Linked DNA regions of Oryctolagus cuniculus: region 2 is linked to region 1. The links are chromatin contacts, called in public Micro-C maps. All regions are on one chromosome and are shown on one strand. Each heading gives the region's core, a stretch centred on a gene start, on an enhancer-like site or on the middle of the called end of the contact. The rest is flanking DNA. Distances are from core to core; before and after follow the strand shown. Region 1 holds the start of LRP1 (LDL receptor related protein 1). Region 2 overlaps LRP1 (LDL receptor related protein 1).

What was found. Hi-C and Micro-C count contacts between places; a contact is called where the count stands out from the background.
Region 2: a contact with region 1 is called in a Micro-C map of ear pinna, with 2.2 times the contacts expected there. The contact joins the enhancer-like site here to the promoter of LRP1 in region 1. A contact is called at or near these places in 5 of 6 Hi-C or Micro-C datasets (ear pinna, liver, psoas muscle and 2 more).

Annotation. Positions count from the first base shown.
Region 1 is chr11:59,774,144-59,780,648 of mOryCun1.1, reverse strand. It overlaps LRP1 (LDL receptor related protein 1), which reads right to left and starts at 3,655. Exons shown (of 89, transcript XM_051832985.2): 1 at 3,108-3,655. The coding sequence starts at 3,174.
Region 2 is chr11:59,821,931-59,828,435 of mOryCun1.1, reverse strand. It overlaps LRP1 (LDL receptor related protein 1), which reads right to left. Exons shown (of 89, transcript XM_051832985.2): 27 at 5,699-5,943; 28 at 5,398-5,529; 29 at 4,907-5,134; 30 at 4,616-4,790; 31 at 4,424-4,518; 32 at 4,124-4,273; 33 at 3,898-4,038; 34 at 3,352-3,486; 35 at 1,788-1,919; 36 at 1,500-1,634; 37 at 1,243-1,372; 38 at 1,027-1,153; 39 at 675-826; 40 at 469-593; 1 more. Among named protein-coding and RNA genes, the nearest start is that of NXPH4, 31 kb to the left of the region's middle. Within about 2 kb of position 3,290, at least 1 of the 8 cell types and tissues checked has an H3K27ac peak or open chromatin away from gene starts, as enhancers often do. A contact at or near this core is called in ear pinna, where this site is marked.

The DNA.
Region 1 (6,505 bases), core at 2,406-4,905:
GCTGCTTCCTCCCACAGAGCCTGGAGGGTGGGCAGAGGGAAGGCCTGGGAGACTGGCTCACTCTCTGAGCCTAGAGGGAAAGGACAGCTCTCTCTTCCTGTGCCCCTCACCTCTTTCTCAGAGAGGTTTTACACTGGTGCCTGAGGCCACTGCACCGGAAACACTCTAGAGCCAACTGCTTCCTTCTCCAAACAATGCCAGATCCTGCTAACCAGGCTGAAATCTGGGACAGAACACGGGGGTGGGGGGGTGGGGGGGGGGTGGGACCAAGTTGCCAGAACGCGCCGCAGAACTGAGTCTGGCCCCCCCTGTGCAGTCCCACTCGACTGCACCCAATTTCCTGGAGGTCAGGGAGCCCCTTTCCAGAGCCCGAGAACCTGAGGGGTGGGGTGGGCCCACAGGGGTGCAGAGGACCCTGGGAGCAGAGCACTGGGGGTGTGACCCACAGCAGGGGGAGAGTGGCACTTGAGCACAGAAGGGCTTCCCAAAGGCAAGGAAGGCATTGGGAAGAGTCAGCCGGGACTTGACCTGGCCAGTGCTGCAGATGTCATGCTGGGGAGCCCAGTGATGGGGGAAGTGATTGAGGGTATTAAATATATATATATATATATATATATATGGAAAAGATGGAAAGAGAGGGAAAAGAAACAAGAGTGTGGAGGGGGAAGTTTTGTGAAACAGCCCCAAACATCGAAAGACCCCCATCCCCAAATGAATTCTGCAGCATCTTTGTCTTAAGAGATGAGGCTAAGGGGAGGTCTGACCAAGGGAACAGAGTTTGGAACCTTCTCTCAGGGAACCTGGAGGCTGAGACCCCAGCCTCCTAATGCACTTCAGCTGTCCACGCATCCTGGCCAGGCACTACCCCAGCTCCAGGAGGTAGGGAGAGAGGTGGGAGTCAGCCTTCTTCCACCAGCTGGTTCTGCCTGGGAGTGCTCCCCCTCCACAAAACCCCTCCAGCAAGGCAAGGCCCGCACAACCTCTCCTCCCATCTTCCTCCTCCTCCCCAGGAGCAAGCACTAGCAGTTTTGTCTACTCATGGGGAGTGACAGTGCTCGGCCGAGACAGGGGGACCCAGGATGAAGAGAAGGCAGAGACAGAGAAGGCCCTGGGACTGCTCCCGCAGCCTGGACAGCAAGAGGAAGGCAGGCCAGACATTAGGTCAGTCCAGCTGGGCCTGGAGGGTTCCTTCTCTGGAAAGCGAATAAGACAGTTCAGTGTCTGGGCCCCAGGCAAGGCGGTAAGGGGGAGGGATTACGGGCTCTCCCAGGCTGCCCATGGCCAGAGCTGGTGTGTGTTTGGGGAGGGGTCCTCTCCCTGGGACTTGCACAGTTTGGTCTGAACTGGGGAAGCAGACGAGGAAGGGGGAGACATTAAGAAAAGGGAGAGAGATGGTTCAGGAGAACATGTCCAGTGTCCATCTCGTGGTTAGCACCAACAAGCAGAACCAGTGGAACCCGAGGGACTGGGTTCTGCCATCTGCAGAGACACGCTGGCTTTTGCCTAAAGGGTCCACCTTCCTTTAGGGGGCTCCTGATGGGCCTCTAACATTTTTTTTCCATTCCTCCCAGAAGCCACCGTGCCCAAACCTCTCTGCCTCAGTTTCCCCTCTCACCTCACAGGGCTGAGAGCTCGAGAGAGTGCTGGGCCGGGGCTGGATGTGAGGGCCGGGCTGAGGCAGAGCCCCCTTTCTCCTCCTGGGCAGATAATGGATATGTGTGCTGGGGGAGGGGGTGGGGGTGGACACACAGCCCCCAAGACAGCACGATTGAGGGCCACTGAATACACTTTTCCGGGCACAGCTGCGTCCTAACCTTCCAACCCTCCTCCCTCAATGGAAGCAAGTCAGGGAGGGGGAGGAGGGGGGTGATAATCTGATTTCAGAGAAAAACTTTCCCAATCCCAGCCTGGCAAGATTCAGAAGGCAGGGGAGGGGGTGTGCGATGGGATCAGGCCATCCTGTCCCCGGATGGACAGCCAAACATCCCACCCATTCTCAAACCGGGGACCCAGCCCAGCCCAACCGCATGACCCCAGCTTAAAGCTTGGGCAAGACTTGAACCAGTGACTCACAAGGAAAGGAAAAAAACAGCTGACAGAGAAAAGGGAGAGAGGGGCACCCCATTTCCTCAAAAGGACCCAGGTCTAGTTCCAGTAACTGCGCAGTATATAAAGTGTGTGAGTGGGATGGCAGGGGTGCACACATTTACTGAATGAGAGAACTGGGGGGCGGGGGCACGGCCCTGAGCCCCATCCAACCTCCAGCTCCCCTTGCAGTCCCAGCTGGGATGCAGCCAGAAGCCAGGGGGGACGCGCTTCCCCTTGGCCTCAGACCCTGGCCGCTCCCCAGTCCCCTTCCCCAGTGATGACATCTGACGTGTTTTTTTTTTTTTTTTTCATCTTGAAGCTCCCAGGAATTAAGAAGGGAAATTTAAAGTCACAGAGCATCACCAGCGCCCCCTCTCCGCCCCCCAACACAGCCCTACCCAGGATACTGACAGAGGCCCTGGGAGGGGGAAGTGCCCCCTTTAGAAGCCAGACAAGCAGTCCTGGATGGGGCCTGGACCCCAGGCCTCCAGGCTTGGGCTCCCAGGCCAACCCACACCCAAGCAGGGGGCCTGCCCTCTCCCCATCCACAGCCTTCCTGGGCCTGCCTGCCCTCTGCCCAGCTTCAGAGGCCACCGCAAAAGGTGCCCCCACCCTGCCCTGCACCCCCTTTGCAGGCGGTCATTGCAAATCCGGATTCCTTCACAATTCAGATGGGGGTGCAGGATGTGGGGGAGGCACAGGCCCTCCCCGACCAGAGAGAGAGGGAAAGAAGGCCTCTCCGATCCTAGAATCATAAAAACCGGGGCGCCCTCTTCTCCCCATCCAGGCCTTCACTCTTTGTCTGAGCTGGGGGGTCCTGAAAGCATCATCTGCCCAGGGCCCCCATCCCCCAAATCGGACCCCATCCCCGCCCCCAGTCGGGCCGCTGCTGTGTCAGCTGGACCGGGATAACAAAAGGCACCCCCTCCCGCGCCTCCCTTCCCCACCCGCTCGCAGGAGTGGGGGCTGGAGAGAAGGTGCTCCCGGGGGTCCAAGGGGGGCCACGGAATCTCACTCACCGTCGAGAGCAGCCGCGACCAGAGCTGAGAGCAGGGGCAGCAGCAGCAGCGGCGGCGGGGTCAGCATGGTGTGGGCTGATGCAAGCAGCAGCCCCTCCCTCCGGTCCTGCTCCTTCTCACCCTCGTGCCCCCCCCAACTGGGGGGTCCCCCTTTTTCTTCCCCCCTCCTCCTCCTCTATTCTTATTCTTTCCTCCGGCAAAGCGTACCAGGGGCGTGGGTGAAGAGGGATAGTTCCGAGCCCTCTGGGGGAGGGCCTGCTGACGCGGGTGCGCCCCCTGCCCCCAAATCCAAACCCTCTGCCCCCCGTTTTACTCCTCGCTCCTCTCTACCCCTCCCCAGGCGAAGCTCACAGCCCCATCTCGGAGCCGCCTCCGGCTGCAAAAATGCACAATTGGGAGGAGGCGGGGTGGGGGTGGGGGGCGTGGACCGGGTCGGGGAGCCTTTGGAGGGGCCTGATGGAGCTCTGGGGGCTCCCCTCGTTTCCGCCTCCTCAGTGCACGGGCCTGGAGCTCGCACCACTGTTCCCCGGACTGAAGTGCTGCGGGGGGGGGGGGGTTGAGGGGGAGAGGGAGGGGACGGGCCGAGGAGGGAGGGAGGGAAGGGGCGGGGAAAGAAAAACGGGGGGGGGGGAGAGCTACGCGGCAGTCCCTGGAGTGCGCATGCGCCGGTTTGGCGCGCTGCCCTGGGGAGGGGGAGTCGGAGCAGCGACGGGATTTGGACTTCTGGGAAGCGGTCCGCGAATGGGGGTCCCGGGGGCCCGCTGCCCGACTTGGGGCCTGGCGCTCGCTCTCCCCTGAGCGGGCCTCCCTGCGACCCGCGCTGCGGAGAGCTGCGGGGGGCCGCGGTTGGGAGCGGGCGGTGGGCGAGGAGAACGCAGCGGCTTCTCTTTGAAACTCAGTGTCAGAGCCTAGGATTGCGGGCCGCTCTGGGGGGTCCAGGCCCCGGTGGTCTGGGCCGAGGCCCAGTTTCCTTGGGGAACCCCGACGCCTCCCCAAAGCCCGGGGTGGGGGCAGGGGCGGCCAGTCCGCGGGGAAGGTACGGGGAGAGAGGCCGAGCTTTGATTTGGAGACTCTGAAAGACGGGGACCGGGATTGGGGCCCGCGGCGCCGGGGGCCGGGTTGGGGGAGGGGCCGCGAGGGCCCGCCCCCTCCTCGCTCGCGGGCTCGGAGTAAACAGGGACACCCGCGGGGACACGCCGGAGCTTGTCCGCCGCCTGGGGCTCGGGGGATGGAGCCCACCTTAGCGCGCGCCCCGCCCTGCTCGCCTGGCACTGGGCGCGGGAGGGGCGGGTCCGGGTCTGGAGGGAGGTGTGAGTCAGCGGGTGGGGTCGAGGAAGGGCCACCCCCGAGAGGTCGGGGCTCGCTTATTTATTGCATTTATTTATCTTTTTTTTGTTTTTATGCCTTCTGCCTGACTGGCTTCCCACCAGGTCGGGGATTTGGAATAAGCCGAGGGCGGCCGGCCCTGGGTTCCCAGCGGCGTCGGCTGCGCGCGGGACCTTTGTCCCAGGCTCTGGCCGGAGGTGGGGTGGGGGGGAAGGCCCTCAGAGCCCCGAAGGCTCCGGGCGGTTCCCGGGGGCCGGCGACCGAGCTGCTGGCCACCGCCCCCTCCTGGGCGGCGTGTTCAGGCTGTACCCTTGGTGCCTGACTTTGGGTGTCTGGCAGCCCGCGTTCAGGGTGCGGGGCAGACGGCAGCGAATGCCAGAAATAGAATTTGGCGATGAGGGCGGGGCGCTGCCCTTCTTCTGCCTTTTGGGTTCCGTGCGGGCAGGGCCCGGAGAGCCCGCTCCGGTCGGTGCCCGGCTGGAGGGGGAGCCGCGCCTGACCACCAGGACTTTTCCCGGCCACGGCCACCTGCCCTTAAGGCTCGCAGGCTGGAAACCTCGGACTGTTTGCCAAGCTCCACGGGGCCTTTCTTTCCTATGTCCCATCTTGCCAGCCTTTCCTTGGGTTGGCGTTTTTTTTCCCCCTTTGAAGCGTGTCTCAGATTTCCTCCACTTCCACTGCCAGAGAGTTTCTCCCAGCAGGGGTGGGGACGCGTTCCCCCTTTCATCCGCCCCGCCCCTCGCGGCCCTGCACAGTGACCGGCACAGGGCAGGGGCTGAAATGCTTTCAACCCATGCCTGTTAGGTTCCTGCCAGGACTCCTCCCGAGGTTGTGGCCCAAGGGAAATCAAGTGGAGGCAGACTTCAGGCGGCTTCGGAGGGGAAGATACCTGTGTTTATTTTGATTAACTTTGCATTGCAAAAAAATGATAATAATTGGCGGTTGAAACACTCAGAGTTTGGTGCAAGGTGAAAAATAAATTCGATTCCCCGCGGTGCGCACACCCGCCCTTCAGCCCCACCCTCAGGGTAACTGTTACTAACAGACTTCAGGGTCTCCCTCCAGGAGTTTGTTTAGTTTTGGTGTTTTTTTTTTTTTTTTTTTTTTGAGATTTATTTATTTAGTTGAAAGGCAGAGTTACAGAGAGGCAGGGCGGGGGAGGGTCCTCCATCCACTGGTTCACTCTCCAGGTGGCCACAACAGTGGATCTGAAGCTAGGAGTCAGGAGCTTCTTTCCAGGTCTCCCACATGGGTGCAGGGGCCCAAGGACTTGAGCCATCTTCCACTGCTTTCCCAGGCCATAGCAGGGAGCTGGATTGGAAGTGGAGCAGCCAGGACTCGAACTGGTGCCCATAGGGGATGCCGGCGCTGCAGGTGGCATCTTTACCAGCTACACCACACTGCTGGCCCCTGTTTAGTTTCATACTGATAAACAACTACAAGTGGATATCCTCAAACATCACAAATGAGCTCAAATAACGTGAATTGGCCCTGAACTTGCTTTTTTTTGTCAGGCTTCCGCACCGTCTGCACGCACGCAGCTCACGCTCTCTATTGCCTGCTTGGAATCTCCTTGCTTAGTGGTCAGGGTTGCTGAGCACTCATTTCCAGTGTGTGACGGGCTCAGCGTGTCCTGTGAGATGAGACAGCCTGTAATTAGACCCCCCAGCGCCTGTTATTCCCATTTGTCCAGCTCCCCTCTTCCAAACGTGTACTCAGCACAGGCTCGGCAGCGGTGGCTAACACTTAATTTTGTGGTTCAGAGTTCACTACTAGATCATAAACGCCTTGAGGGAGGGCAAGGACCATGTCTTTACTTTGTATCCACCCAGCTCTTTTTTTTTTTTTTTAATTTTAAAAATTATTTGATGGGGTTGGCGCCGTGGGGTAGTGGGCTAAGCCTCTGCCCATGGTGCTGGCATCCCATATGGGCACCAGTTCTAGTCCAAGCTGCTCTTCTTCCAATCCAGCTCTCTGCTATGTCCTGGGAAAGAAGTAGAAGATGGCCCAAGTGCTTGAACCCCTGTATGCACATGGGAGACCCAGAAGAAGCTCTTGGCTCCTGGCTTCAG
Region 2 (6,505 bases), core at 2,041-4,540, 48 kb before region 1:
CCGACAGGTGGATGCTCTTGAGGATAGTGCGCTCCGAGTAGAGCAGGTAGCCGGCGTACTCCCGGCAGGACGCGCCGTCTTCCGCCAGCATCCCGTGGGCGCAGGCGCAGGCTCGCTGGCCCCCACCCCGGTACAGGCAAAGCTGCTGGCACCCGCCATTGGCCACGGCGCACACGTTGGTGCCTGGGGGGAGGGGGAGGTCACAGGGGGCAGGGTCTGCCTGGGGGAGGGGCTCTCTGGTGCTCCTGTCACCTGGACCCTGACCTTGGCGCCTGCTCTGCCTCAGCATCCCCAGCTCAGTCAACCCTCCAGGCCCTCATCCCTCAACTCCCAGATCAGCCCTTGTCGCCAGCCTCTCCCCTCCCCCCATTCCTGGTCTCTCAGGCCTTTGGAGGGCACCCCTCCAGGCTCCACCTTCTCTCCCAGCCCCTGTCGCTCTGGCCCTGGCCCAGAGCGCCAGCCTCACACCTTTCTGCCGGTCGCGGTTGAAGACCTTGATGTCTTTGAGCTGGACGCCGATGCCGGTTCGCAGGGGCACGGAGTCGGTGGCGTTGTCCTTGCTCCCGCGCTTGATGGAGCCGTTGGCGTGAGTCCTGGGGGCAGGGAGAGGCGTGAGCGGGGCGCGCGCAGGGCAGGGACGGGGTGAGGACGGCACACGGAAGAGCAGCCCTCACCGGTCACTCCAATAGATGAAGTCCTCAAACACAGACACGGAAAACATGTCCATGTTGTTGCTGGACAGGACCACCTCGCGGCTGTCGCCCGTCTCCAGGTCGATGCGCTCGATCTTGTCGGTGCGGGCGTCGCACCAGTACAGCTTCCCATCCTGCGGGCACAGATGCCACCTCACTCCGGGACCCCCACCCCCTGCTCTCCCCACTCACCCCTGCCCGTCCCCCGGGTCCCTCTGCTCTGCACGTCGCCTCTGGGGTAGAGGAGTCCTGCTCTGGGTGGGAGCTGGGCCCCTGCCCTCTGCTCTCTCACTGGCCGGGGCTCTCCCCACCGGCTCCATGGTCACGCCCAAACCTGATAGTCCACGGAGATGCCGTTGGGCCAGCTGATGCTGACGTTAACCAGCACCACCCGCTCGGTGCCATCCAGTCGCGAGCGCTCGATGCGCGGATACTGGCCCCACTCAGTCCAGAACAGGTACCTGTGTGTGGAGACGAAGGGGACGGGCGTGAGAACCCAGATCACAAAAGTGCCAGGGCTGGCCCCGAGCCAGCCCGTCCAGCTGCTCACCCCTTCTCCGGGTGCACAGTGATGGCCCGGGGCTTGTCCAGACCCTGGGAGATGACCACGTAGCGGAAAGAGCCATTGAGCCGGGCCACCTCGATGACGTCAAAGCCCTGGTCTGTCCAGTAGATGTTGCCTGCGGAGGGAGTGGGGTGCAGGGAGGTTGGTGGGGGGCACGCACACAGCCCCAGGGACCCCTGCAGCTGTCCATCTGTCCCTGCCGACTTCCTCTCCCATCCCCTCTGAGGCGCCCCAGCACCCACCTGCGATCCAGTCCACTGCGATGCCCTCCACACGGCCAATGCCGTTGGTCACCACGTCCTCTCGCCAGGTCTGGTCGCGCTTGGCCCGGCTGATGGTGCTCAGGCCCATGTCCACCCAGTAAATGGTGTCGTTCTCTGCAAGTGGAGGTGCCCACGTGAGGATACCCGGTGTGGCGGGGGCAAGACCAGGGGCCAGAATCATGCAGCAGGTGTCAGGTGCTGGGGGCCAGTGCAGGTCCCCAAGCTCCTGGGTCACGTCCCGCCATCCCCCGTCACCCAATGTCTCACCAGCATGGAAGTCGATGCCAACAGCCAGCGAGGTCCCTGACACAGGGACCAGGGCGTCTGACTTGTCATTGGGATCCAAGGGGATTCCCCGAATTCCCTCATGCACGGAGTACAGGAGAAAGGAGCCCACGCCTGAAAGGCAATGACCCCTCAGGCACGGGCCTCGCGACGCTCCTTGAAGCCTGGCTCTTGCTACCTTCACACCGCTCTTCTCTGCTTCCTCTTTGGTATCTTCCCCCCAGCCATCGCCCCTGACCCAAAGGTGTCTGAGACCCAGAGCCTGGCGCTGCTGAAGAAAGTCCTCCTGGCTAGAGGGCGAGTGCCTGCAGGACCTCTCACGGACATGAGGGGGCAGCAGAGACGCGGCTTTCTCTCCCCTCACTTGGCCCTTACAACACAAGGCGGGCGGCTCCCCACAGAGGCCCTGGGGGAGGCTCAGACAATCAGGATGGGACGTCTCCAATCTAGATTTTCAGCTTGGCACTCCGCCTGACCTTAGCTTCCTCTTTGTCCTCCCTCTGACTGGTCCAGGCCACACCCTCTCTCCAACACCCAGAAACCTTCCCAGCACCTTGCTTGCTGCCAGCCCTCCATTCCCCGCGTAGCCCTAGCCCTCCCTTGCCTTTATCCTCTCATGCAGGTTGGCCCCAAATGAACGCCCAAAGGGGCCCCAGTGAGGGAAAAACCCGAATGCTACAGGCCGTGCTTGCATATTTACTCCTAACGTTGCTTACTAGAAGTGCTTATTTCTAATAGTCTAATGTTCCTGATATTTGAATGCTGGAGTCCGTGCCTGAAGAATTCTTGGTGTGCACGGACACATTCAAGGCTCTGAGAAGTTCTGCGAAGTTCCGCAGCCTCAACGTTGCCTCCCTGCCGTGCCCACATCAAAGGCGGAGGTTCCCAGGGGCCCATAAATCAGTCAACAGGGGCTCGTGAAACGCCTCTGACTCTCAGCCCAGACCCTGCTGCTCACCCTGGGATTACCCCAAAGCCTCCTAACTGGTCTAACTGCCTTGGTTTCTCCTGCTCCCCTGCTGCCGCCAGCTTAATCTTCCCCAAACACCACTTCCAGGCACCACCAGCTGAGAACCCGCAGGAGCCCCGCCCTCCCGACCTCACCGCCTTATCACCAGGACTTTCCCACACCCAGCCCAGCGCTCTGGGCTCAGGGCCCTACGCACAGTCTCCAGCACTGGGCTGGGGCACGGCTTTAGCTTCCCCTTTGTGTGGGCCTAGAACCTTCTCCTGCAGGCCGTGCGTCCCAATGCTACTCATTCTTCCTATAAACCCAGCTCACAGCACACCTCTGCCAGGAGGCTGGCATCTAGCTCCCCAAAACCCTGCTATGGGTGGGCACTGGACAGTCAGAGCCACGCCACGGTCCAGCTTCCCCTCCGTGCTGGCCCCCTGCAGAGCCAGGGACGGGGCTTTCACTCCCTGGGTTTTCCCATGGCGCCCAGCCGCGTGGGGGCTTCTCAGACACCTCACCCAAGGGCGCCGGAGGAATGCAGCATTGCCCGCGGTGTGGGCCAGGGTGGGGGAGCAGAGGCCGCGCACTGACCCTCGCAGGCCTGCTGGCCGCTCCGGAGGCTGTAGCCGGCCGTGCACATGCAAGAGCGCGTCGTCTCCGACGTGGGCAGGCAGAGCTGGGAGCAGTCGCCGTTGTTGACGCTGCAGGGGTTGGTGCCCTCGTGGTCTGGGGGGTGGGGGTGAGAGGCAGACAGAGGGTCAGGGGGCCTTCGGGACGGTCACCACCTTCACCCTGGGCCTGGTGGGGGCTACCACCCACCCCGCTCCCAGGTCTTCTGTCCTCCCAGGGCCGGTGACCAAGGCTGTCATGGGAAGGAGCAAAAGGAGCCCACGGTGGGGGGTGCAGCCAAGGCCTCTCACTTCCGTTCCGGCCCGCTGCCCTGCCCGCTGCCCGCCCTGAGTTCTGGGCCCCACCAGCCCCGCTGCCCCCTCTGAGCTCCGGGCCTGCCCCAGCCCCGCTGCCCGCCCTGAGCTCCGGGCCTGCCCCAGCCCTGCTGCCCCCTCTGAGCTCCAGACCCCTGCCCCAGCCCCGCTGCCCGCTCTGCACTCCAGGCCCCGCCCCAGCCCTGCCGCCTACCGAGCTGGATGCTCTCGTCATAGACCTTCATGTGCATCACCAGCGTGGTGCTGTTGCGCAGGACCACGGCGCCCGAGCCGTCGGCCTTGTTGCAGGTACCCATCTTCTCCGACACCTGATCTGCCCACCACAGCTTGTCCCCTGGGGAGGCAGGAGGCGGTGAGGCCCGCGGAGCCCCAAGGCCGTCATCTGTGCGTGGCCTGCCCTCCCCGCGGCGGGCCCTCACCCATGATGGCCAGGGCGGTGGCCTTGCCCAGCTGGCTGCGCATGGCGTCTATGACCTCCAGGCCGCTGCCGTCCAGGTTGCAGCGGTTGATGGTGTGGTTCCCGGAGCTGATCCAGTAGAGCTTACTCTCAGGGAAGTCGATGGCCAGGCCTGAACCAGGAGGGCGGGGGGCAGGGGTGAGAGTTCGTGGAAGGGGCATCTGGACAGTCACCGAGGTTGGGACGGTGCAAGGGCCCCGCGAGCGTCTCACGCTCGGGGACTTGGGGGAGGGCTACAGGCACAGGCAGGGCAGGCTCCTACCCACAGGGCCCTTCTGGGCGCTGAAGAGCAGGGTGCGGTTGCTGCCGTCCATGTTGGCCATGCTGATGTTGTCACCGTCCGTCCAGTAGAGTTTCCTGCAGGTGGGGCCGACAGTGGCAGCGTCAGGGTCTCCCGCTGCCCACCTGCCCAGCCTCTCCCCCCGAGCCCCCCAGCCCCAGGCGTCGGACCCACCCCCGCAGTGGGTGGACCACCAGGCCGTGAGGCTGCTCCAGGCCCTGCACCACCGCGTTCTTGAAGGAGCCGTCCAGCCGGGCCACGTTGATCTGCTTCTTGTTGGTGTCGTAGCTCGTCCAGAACAGGTTCCGGGAGACCCAGTCCACAGCTAGCCCGTGGGCATTGGGCAAATCTAGGGGCACAAGTGGAGAGCCCATGGTTGGGCGCTCGCAGGGCCCGGGCTGGGAGGAGGGCAGGTATGGAGCACTGGACCGGGGAGGGCCCAGGGGCCGGGCGGGGGGCCGGCACCTGCAGAAACGACTGTCTCCACGCCTGTGCCGTTGATGAAGGCTCGCTTGATGGCCTGGGTGCGCACGTCCGACCAGTACACGCGCTGCTCCCGGGCGTCATAGTCCAGCACCGTGACGTTGTCGATGTCGGGCACCGTGAAGGAGATGATGTAGTTGTAGTAGGGGGCGTCCAGGTCCACGCCCCGGATCTCCATCTGACGCGCGTACAGCAGGAACTTCTTAAACTCTGCGGGGCACAGGGCCGGTCGCTGGGGGCAGTCCCTGCCTCCCTGCTTCCCAGCCAACCACCACCCCCAACGCCGGAGGTCCCTTCCACTTGCTGCTGGCCCTGGGCTCTGGGGAAACGCCCCACTGGGTGCAGCCACCCCTCAAGCTCCAGCCTCGGCTCCCCGCACTGGTGCCTGGGTCCTTACTTAAAGGACAGGGATCCTGGGGGCCAGAGAGCCCTCCCTCAGCCGCCTGGCCTCAATGGAGGAGGGGTGGGCCTACCATAGCAGGTGGTGTTGTCCTGGTGCAGCTTCATGAGGTGGGGGCAGGCGCAGGAGACCGTCCGGTTGTAGTTGATGAGACACAGGTGGGAGCAAGGCCCACGGCCCCCGTTGGCCTCACACGGATTGGGAGCTGGGAGCAGGGGCGGAAAGAGGAACAAGAGGCTCCTGGGACTGCCGGTCAGGCCTGGCCTTTCTCACCTCGGCTTGCATGCCCCTGCTCCTGCTCTGTTCCCGCCCCTGCCTGCCCAGCACAGACCCCAGCCCGTCTCTCCAGTGCCTTCGAGGCCCCTGGCCCTTACCCATGGGCTGCCGGGATGGGTGGTAGACCTGAAGGTCGAAGGGCTGGGTGTTGGTTCTCTGGACAACGGTGACGTTGTGGCCGGTCCATTTGTTGGCCTTGGCCAGTGTGTTTGTACGCCAGTCGGTCCAGTACACCTCCCCCCCATACAGCGTCACTGCAAACGGGTGCGACAGGAACTCGTGTCCCCGAAGCACCTCCATGTGGCCGGAGCCGTCGTAGCGGGCTGAGTAGATGGCGTCTGACCTGAGAGCGGGGTGGCGGCAGAGTGAGGATGCGGGCGGGGAGCTCAGCCCTTAGCACCCCGCGTGGGGTGTCCACTACCCTGCCCTGGCCCACAGCCCGGCCTGCTGAGCACGCAGCCAGCACCCCTTCCTCCCGGCCTGGCTGGTCAGAGCGAGCACAAGGGAGAAGGGAGGCCGGAGGCCGGAGGCCGGAGCCGGGCGGTGCTGGGCTCCAGCTGCTGGGCCCCTGTTCCCGAACCCCCCAGGGGAGTGCGCTGGCTCACTTCTTCCCAGGCTGCAGGCGGCACTCAGGGCGCGGGAGAGAGTTAGGGAAAGACACCCTCTCTGGACAGACAGATTAGAACACTGTCCCTTCCTCATGTGCCCCCCCCCCCCCCCGTGGAGGCCACGGCCTGGGGCTCACAGAGAGCCCAGCTGGGGTCACCGCAGGCAACAGCCTGGCTTCTGCCCTCTTCTCTCTCACCCACTGCCCCTGGCCCCAGCCTCTGCCCTCGTCCCACTGTGCCTGGCCCTTGACCATCCTCTTCCTGCTTCCCCCGCTCCTGCCCCCTGGGCCCCGCGGG